Linked DNA regions of Danio rerio: region 1 is linked to region 2. The links are chromatin contacts, called in public Hi-C maps. All regions are on one chromosome and are shown on one strand. The core of a region is the stretch at or near the end of the contact, and the rest is flanking DNA. Distances in the headings are between cores, read along the strand shown. Region 1 overlaps nol4lb (nucleolar protein 4-like b). Region 2 has its middle 16 kb from the start of nol4lb.

What was found. Hi-C and Micro-C count contacts between places; a contact is called where the count stands out from the background.
Region 1: a contact with region 2 is called in a Hi-C map of embryo, with 4 times the contacts expected there. The contact joins two enhancer-like sites. A contact is called at or near these places in 3 of 18 Hi-C or Micro-C datasets (caudal fin and embryo).

Annotation. Positions count from the first base shown.
Region 1 is chr23:20,232,478-20,236,971 of GRCz12tu, forward strand. The region is part of intron 5 of nol4lb (nucleolar protein 4-like b); the gene reads left to right. Among named protein-coding and RNA genes, the nearest start is that of srms, 21 kb to the right of the region's middle. Within about 2 kb of position 3,159, at least 6 of the 62 cell types and tissues checked have an H3K27ac peak or open chromatin away from gene starts, as enhancers often do.
Region 2 is chr23:20,028,595-20,033,396 of GRCz12tu, forward strand. No RefSeq gene overlaps it. Among named protein-coding and RNA genes, the nearest start is that of nol4lb, 16 kb to the right of the region's middle. Within about 2 kb of position 2,822, at least 8 of the 62 cell types and tissues checked have an H3K27ac peak or open chromatin away from gene starts, as enhancers often do.

The sequences.
Region 1 (4,494 bases), core at 1,909-4,408, 200 kb after region 2:
TGACATTGAATAAAGTAGAATGTGGAGATGCAGCAGAATCTAAATAGCCTTTGACTTTACATTGGAAAAACTGGTAGGATTTTACACTAAAATCGGGATGGATGGATGGATGGATGAACAGACGAACGAATGGATGGATGGATGAATGAATGGATGGATAAAGTCCAGGATGTTCAGATGTGCATGTCTGTCAGTATGGCTTGTACTCTGGATGATTAAGGAAAGTGTCCGCAGGAGTGAACTGGACCGGGGCCAGTTGAGTGACATGAGCCGGGGCTAATCATATTTCACGCTTGTCTCACGGTTAAGAGGTTTTATTGGCTGTTATTATTTGCATCAAATGAGAAAGGAGAGCCTGAGGAAGCTGCCACCTGCTTTCAGGGATTCAGATGATGTAAAGACGGTTATCAAAGCCCTTTCTTTTGACAATGACAAAGCATGAGTGTCTGAATGCAGGCTTCTCTGAGCTTGTCTTAATACTACAGTATTGTTATAATAACTCCCTTCAGTCCAGTTATCTCAAAGATTCATTTTGTGTGTACTCATAAAAGTGACAAATGAGTTCTGACCTGCTGGCTCTGGAACTTTGAGCTTAATATTCCCTTTTCTAATTGGTTATCAGATATTTATTGTCTGATCTACTTATAAATGCTGTTTCCTAATTTCATGTATGTTGTTTGCATACAAAATAGCTAAATTGATCTTGTTTTAGTGGAATCATTTAGACTGCAAAACAATGTTTTTTAATAAATGTAATGAGATTTTACTAATAAATTTAGTATTAATGTTATGTATAAATTACTAATTATAAGTTAGAGGTCAAATCCTTTAATTGAGCAAGCATTCACTAAATAGGCTGAATCAATTTCTCCTCACCTGCAGCTGGTGTGTGGTGGTGGTGTGCAGAGACCCACTCATATGATTGTAAAGTGCTATATGTGTACTGCAATTGGCAAATCATTCATTTATTAATCCATTCATGCATTAAATAAATGTCACTAAGGTGACTGTAAATACATTGTATCATGTTTTTTTACAGCCAAACAGCATATTAGAAAACATTCTAAAATAAGTTTGAAGCTATAAATGAAAGAATAAATGAATCAAATAGAATTCAAGTATTTAAAATGATAAAAATTTGTCGGTGGAGGTAGTTTGGTGGTCAGTGTGTCGACATGCAGTATAGCATAACTTACTGTAGGTCTGCATGATATTGTAAAAATCAGACCAATATTTTGTTTGGCCACGATATATATTACGATATCAATTTAAATTCACCAGAGGATTTGAACAGATGTTTGGAAAGATTTCATTAACTTAGATCAACTGTTAATGCAGAACTTTTTTTACATTTATTACAATCAAAAGTAAATAAATAAACAGTGCTTTATGGTTTTCTGAGGAGTCTAATAGTATTCAAGCGCAGAAATGAAACAATCAAATGAAAAGCAACGCTGTCATCATTGTATAAATAATGAAAAAAATTATAATATCTTTATCTAGAATTCTTTCCTCAATTATCTAATCCTGCGATGTGACACATTGCGATATCGATGCCCAAACAATACATTGTTCAGCCCTAGCGTAATTTCACTGCGGGATTTCTAAGACCAAATCCCTACTTGAGGATCTTCCCTGCTCCCATCCCTCTATTTCTCTGTCTACATATGCCTTTCTATCATAATTTGGACAAAAATGTATTGTAAGGCAAAATTAATATTTAAATTCTTACACTTTTGCACAATATTTATGTTTTTCCTGTATTTTTTTTGTTCAATTTAAAGTCTGTCTAAATGAGTTAGTCATTAAATCATTCATTCAAATGTTTCTTTCAAAATGACTTATGATTTAAAAATGAAGAACAAATTAATCATTGAATCATTTTCTTAAACGATTTTCTTAAATGAATTCAGGAACCGCACAGTATATTTGTTTGTGTAAATGTTTTGAATATCATATTTGTTTAACGGAGAGGAGACAGAATGATGAAGCCAATTATGATATGGAGATGGTTAGAAGGCCATGATGGACAGAGGCCAGTGGGCAAATTTGGTCTGGATGCCGAGGTTAAACTCCTACTTTTTGAAGGACATCCTGGAATTTTTAACGACCACAGAATGTCAGGTTTATTGTCTTATCCAAATGATGGCACTCACTACGAAGTGTAGAGTCCCCTCACTATACTGGGGTATTAGGGCCCACACATACTGCTGGTTGAGTGCTCCCTGCTTGCCTCACTAACACCACTCTTAAAAATGGTGGATGAGCAGATTCCCCCAAAAAATGTGTAAAGTGCTTTAAGTGTCCAGAAAAGCGCTATATAGATGTAAGGAATTAGAATTATTATTATTATTATTATTATTATTATTATTATTATTGCTATTGCTATTATTATTATCATTATTGTTATTATTATTGTTATTGTTGTTGTTTTATTATTGTTGTTGGTATTATATTAGTGTTGTTGTTGTTATCATTATTATTAATTTATTGTTAATTAATAATTATAATAATAATAATTACTAATAATAGTAATAAAACATCATAGTAAGGATATTTTGTGCTTTCATAATTTCATAATCATTTTATTTATAGTTATAGTTTCAATCTAACTGTATTATAATAGGTTTCATCAGTCAGTGAATGCTTTTAGATCCTCAAGGTGTATTTTTGTTTGTTTTTGTTTTGTTTTTTGTAAAGAGAAAGATAAAATGAGACATTCTCTTAGTGTTAGAACAAAAAATGATGACATCACAGCTGTCAAATATCACACACCCCTAAACACAGAGCGCCAGTGCATCCCCCATTTGTCAGCTGGCTGAAACATACCTGAAAGAAATGCTCCAGCTACAGCCTCAGTCCAGTATCTGCATTTCAAAAGCCTGACTGCTGCAGCCGTTCACCGAGCAGACTCAAGCAAATAGTGTATTCAGCACATCAGTGCACAGGAGACACACGTCCACCGCAGAACACACTCACACATTCATGGACATTACACGAGCAGCTCTCACATCTGTCATTCAAACACCTCTCCTGAAAAAGCAACGACAGAGGGAATAGCAAGAAAAAGTGGGAGTGTGTGTGTGTGTATATGTGGACGCTTTAGAGCTTTTTAGCAGAGCTGGCAGGCATTAGTCCGGCCTTCCTCTCCCTGCATGAATACTCTTTATACTCCAATAAATATGCGGCTGTCTCTGCCACACTCGCCCCCTCCACACACTCCCTCTCACTCTGGGGCTTATTCTTCCATCCGTCTTTCTTTCTGCCCTTCTCCCTTTCCGTACCACCCGGCTTTCCTTCATCGTCCTCCCTCTCCCATCCTCTGCTCCAGTGTCCTCCAGTGATGGTTTCCCCCTCCCCCAATCCTCCTCTCCCTTCCTCCATCCATGTTCACTGCCCCTGACTCTGACCTGCCTCCCGAACTCACTCCACATCACCCCCCTCCCCTCCCGTTGCTCATCCAATCTCCATCCCGGCCCGTGCCCTCGCCTCTACATCCAATCCATCCTGTCCTCCCTCTCTCTATATATTTCTTTCTTTCCTCTCTCTCGCTTTTTCCTGCTGGCACTGTAGGCTGACCCCAATTCTGCCCTCACTGTTGTTTCCCCCTATAGCTGTGTGTAGACATTACAAGTGCGTGTGCATGTCCTTTTTTTCAGCTCTTTGCATTTAGATTTGTCAGCCAGTCATGTTTTTGATGGCTTTTAACACTTAAAGAAGTGTTTAGAATAAAAGATTAAATACTTTAAATTAACATAATGAATATAAGGCTTTTTAAGTATAATTAAATACAAAATTATGACAGTTTATATTTGTATTAGATACAGTTAGTGCACCTTATAGGGGATAGTTCACCCCAAAACTATGTAGGTAAAACTAATTATTGGTGATTCATAAAATAATTGCAAAAAGAACAGTCTGTGCTAGGAACTGAACATTATTTATAACAGGGGTGCCCAAACTTTTTTATATAAAAGGCCAAAACCAAATATCATTAACAGCCCTAGGCCGAAGATAAATATACTAAACTTTTTTACATTAAAGTTGCCATGGGTAATTTCCTAATTTATTTTATAATATTTAAAATGAAAGTCATCCTAAATCGTACTTACTAATGCAGTGTAACTTATGTAATTCTAACTGCAATTGCAATAAAAACATAATCACATTTATAACATTGTGGTGCACACTGCTGACACTGGTCAAGGACAGTCTGCCTTTGCCTTAATTTGCTTACCAAAGTCTCTGCATTTTCCTGACAGTATGCACATTTTAAACTAAATAACAGCATTTAAATTTCACATTTAATTTCAGTTCAAGTAGCTTAAAATTAAAACACACAAATAAAAGGTTACATTACATTTGAACTGAAAATCTCTAAACCATCCCCATCATTCTCTGTCTATTTTCAGATGGGATGAAGGGCCAAATCATGGGTTACCATGAGCCAACTTTGGCCCACGGGCCCTAGTTCGGGTATCTCTGATTAATAAC
Region 2 (4,802 bases), core at 1,572-4,071:
ATGCTGTCAGGAACTGAGAGAAGGAAAACAAAACAAAAAGTTTCAAAAACACAGATATTCTATTTTAAGCATAATCAAGAAGGCAAAATATGTTTGCTGTAGATACATACCTTACAGATGAAAGCATAAAACACCTTAGCAAAATTAATTAAATGACAATTGTCATCTTACAATAGAGAATACTTTATGTAAAAGTTTAGTACACAGCTCTCAGGAATACTTTATTCTAATTGGTCAATCGCGACATTGCACTGTATATTATAACAAATATAGGCTACTGAAACTAGGCTTATCCGGGTGCTACGAGTCATATTGAAAATATTCATATTTATTATATGTTAATTTAAGCTGCCGTTTTTGACTGTTTGGCGCCATCTTGCGACTGAACTATGAGTAGGTTAGTGCAGGGCAGGCTGCATTAAGCCGTTTTTTTTTATCAGCTTTACATTTGATGAAAGCATCAATATGTCTGATTGGTAAGTTTAGTGGCGACTAACTGTGTAATAAGCGGGATATTGTTCATCATAATATAGTATAATATAATATAATATAATATAATACTATATAATATAATATAATATAATATAATATAATATAATATAATATAATATAATATAATATAATATAATATAATATAATACTATATAAAATAATATAATATAATATAATATAATATAATATAATACTATATAATATAATATAATATAATAATATATAATAAAATATAATGTAATATAATATAATATAATATAATATAATATAATATAATATAATATAATATAATATAATATAATATAATATAATACAGTATAATATAATATAATATAATATAACATAATATAATATAATATAATATAATATAATATAATATAATATAATATAATATAATATAATATAATATAATATAAGGTAATTTAATATAATATAATATAAAATAATATATACATTATTTGGGCTAAGATATGTATACATGTTTTATTTATATATTATTAGGCTATTGAGAAAATAATACTATTATAATATATTATTTCGGAATCGAAGAAAGAGGATAAAATTTCTCAGTTTAGTAATGTATTAAAGTGGAACATTTTATTTTCTTTAATATGGTACTAATCAGGATAATCATGTTTTATAATATATAGTTTATTCCATACTTCTGCAGTATTATAACCTTTATTTTAACAGCTAAGCTGATACATTGAGATTAAAAATCTATTTTACAAGAGCGTCCTGGTCAAGACTAGGTGGTCTATGTCACATAGGTGTAACAGACAACAAACAAAAAACAATCACCACTTACAGTAACATGAATCACACATTGACAAGCAAGATATTCAAAACATCTACAAGTCTGTGTTTCAATTTCTAAATCATTTATACTCTTTTTACAAGCATTTAGTGAAGTCAATCCTTTAAACTGCAACTTTGTTTGTTGATTGTTCCATGCAAAAGGAGCTGTGTATTTAAAAGCCTTTTTTGCATGTCAGTTCACACTTTAGAAACAAACAGTAAACACATATCTTGTGACTGAAAGCCATAGCTAAGGACAGGTTTTGGAGATATGATGGGAGTAAACCCAATAAAGATTTGTAAACAAAGATATGCCAATGCTTGAGCCTACGAATGAAGTCTATATTTATTATATTATATTATATTATATTATATTATATTATATTATATTATATTATATTATATTATATTATATTATATTATATTATATTATATTTATTTTATTTTATTATATTATGTTATATTTATTATATTTATTATATTATATTATATTATATTATATTATATTATATTATATTATATTATATTTATTATATTATATTATATTATATTATATTATATTATATTATATTATATTATATTATATTATATTATATTTATTACATTATATTATATTATATTATATTATATTATATTATATTATATTATATTATATTATATTATATTATGGCGAGGCAATGGCGCAGTAGGTAGTGCTGTCGCCTCACAGCAAGAAGGTCGCTGGTTCGAACCTCGGCTCAGTTGGCGTTTCTGTGTGGAGTTTGCATGTTCTCCCTGCCTTCGCGTGGGTTTCCTCCTGGTGCTCCGGTTTCCCCCACAGTCCAAAGACATGCATGTCTGAAAATTTTATGTAGATGTTTCCCCGAGATGGGTTGCGGCTGGAAGGGCATCCGCTGCGTAAAAACTTGCTGGATAAGTTGGCGGTTCATTCCGCTGTGGCGACTCCGGATTAATAAAGGGACTAAGCCGACACGAAAATAAATGAATGAATGAATATTATATTATATTATATTATATTATATTATATTATATTATATTATATTATATTATATTATATTATATTATATTGTGTTTCCCAGTGATGGGTTGCAGCTGGAAGGGCATCCTCTGCGTAAAACATGTGGTAGATAAGTTGGTGGTTTATTCCGCTGTGGAGACCCCAGATTAATAAAGGGCCTAAACGAAAAAGAAAATGAAAAAAATGATTGAATATATTATGTATTAGTGTAAAAAGTGTTCCTTGTATTATATACGTACCAGACCTGGCTGACTGCAGTTATGCGCATTAGACACTAGAGGCCAGCATTGACTATACTGTTCTAAAACTACGGGTCTCATTAAGAACGAGACTGTCTGCAACAAGAAAGGCCAAATTAGGGTGAAGAAAACGAAGGGCAGATTACAAAAGATGGAGCTGGAGCGAAGGATGTGAACATGGGAGAGAGGATGGTGAAAGAAGGAGAGGACAGTCTAATTTAAGTTGTGAGAAAAGGGTCATATGGTGAAGCCAAGGGCACAGAGCTGTAGCACCTCAAATGAGACTTCAAAAAACACACTTCCTGTGATGGCCTGCGCAGACCAACCCACGCCTGCTGCACTGAAGAGAAGTAAAAAAGAAAGAAATAAGAGTCTGTCGGAGAGAAAAGAAAATTCACTTTGTATGCTGCTGTGGACAAAGGCTGGAGATTTTCACCTTTCCTCTGAAATGTTCAGAAAAATAACAGTGAAAAGAAGCCGAAGTAAAAGTACAAGGACGAGAAAAAAGGGAAGCTGAATCAACACAAAGCCCAAATAAAACAACTGGTTTCCTGGAAAGAAAGTAACTGGCCGATTGATTCCTCCATCTAACACATTATTGTCTGTAAACACCTTGATACAGGGAGTTGAGAGGATTGTACACTGCATGCTTGCTTGACCTGAAGGCAGGTAAGAGGGAAAGTTCAGAGAAAAGGGACTGATAATAAATCCATCGAGAGTGTTACTGTTAAGGAGCATCTTTAATTGCAGGTGATCCTAAAAGAGAGATGTGTTCATTAGTGTTTATTAGTGTTTATTTCTGGACGTTTCTGAGTGGGTGTTTCTATAAATGGATCTGAAGATGAACTAACATGTCAGTTTCTGTTCTTGTTAGCCCTCGTGTAAGTTAGCTATATAACAGACTACATCATTTATTTACTTAATATTTTAGTTATTTTCTTGATCACATTAGCCTCAGATTTGACAGATATCTTTAGTATAGAGGAAGAACCATATGTCGGCCAAATGATAGCCCTTGAAAAAACGTAGTTATTAACCATCGTTTTACTACAAATCTATAAATGTGGTTGTAAGTCAAGAATTGAGCATTTGTAGCTGCAGTTAGAAACTGCTTACTAACGTTTATTAATGTAGATTTAATGCATAACAGATAATAAATTCACTATTTGCTAATGCTTAATAAATGGTTTATAGTGTGTAGTTATTATAAAGTGTTACCCTATTTTTTTATATTTAGTTAAACAATGCAGGCTCGCAGCCAGTCTGGTGAATCTTTTTTCACAAAATGGAACCTTTTTGCAGTTCTTCATCTAATTTTAGAGACATTTTAGCTCTTTTTAAGTTAGCTTAGCTTGCCAGATAATCATCATAACCACACTTTTTAAAGAAACAAAATATGTCCAAAACTCTTATTTTTTAAAATACAAATTTATTACATTGTATGCAGTTGAAGTCAGAATTATTAGCCCCTCTGTTTTTTCCCCAATTTCTGTTTAACGGAGAGAAGATTTTTTCAACACATTTCTAAACATAACAGTTTAAATAACTCATCTCTAATAACTGATTTATTTGATCTTTGCCATGATGACTGTAAATAATATTTTACAAGATATTTTACAAGACACTTCTATACAGCTTAAAGTGACATTTAAAGGCTTAACTAGGTTAATTTGGTTAACTAGGCAGGTTAGGATAATTAGGCAAGTTATTGTATAATGATGGTTTGTTCTGTAGATTATCAAAAAAAAAAAAAGCTTAAAGGGAATAATATTTTTGACCTTAAAAATTAAAAACTGCTTTTATTCTAGCCGAAAAAAAAAAATCAAAATATTATCAGATACTGTAAAAAATGTCCTTGTTGTGTTAAACATAATTTGGAAAATATAAAAAAAAAAAAAGGAAATTCAAAGGGGGGCTAATAATTCTGACTTTATCTGTATCTTTAGAAAACAACAACATAAGAATCTGTTAAAGTTTTTAATTAAAACTGTAGCCAGTTGTAATTTATTAGGCAAACAACAAACTGGCCAGCACAATCAACGTTCTGCATTTCAATTACACTCCCTCAGTCAGAATTTGGCTATTTAAATAATAAAAAAAATTTAAATAAAATAATCATAAAAGAGGTTCATGACTTTTATTTGATTGAAAATTCATGGTATATTCATTCATTTTCTTGTCGGCTTAGTCCCTTTATTAATTCGGGGTCACAACTTATCCAGCACATTTTTACACAACGGATGCCCTTCCAGACG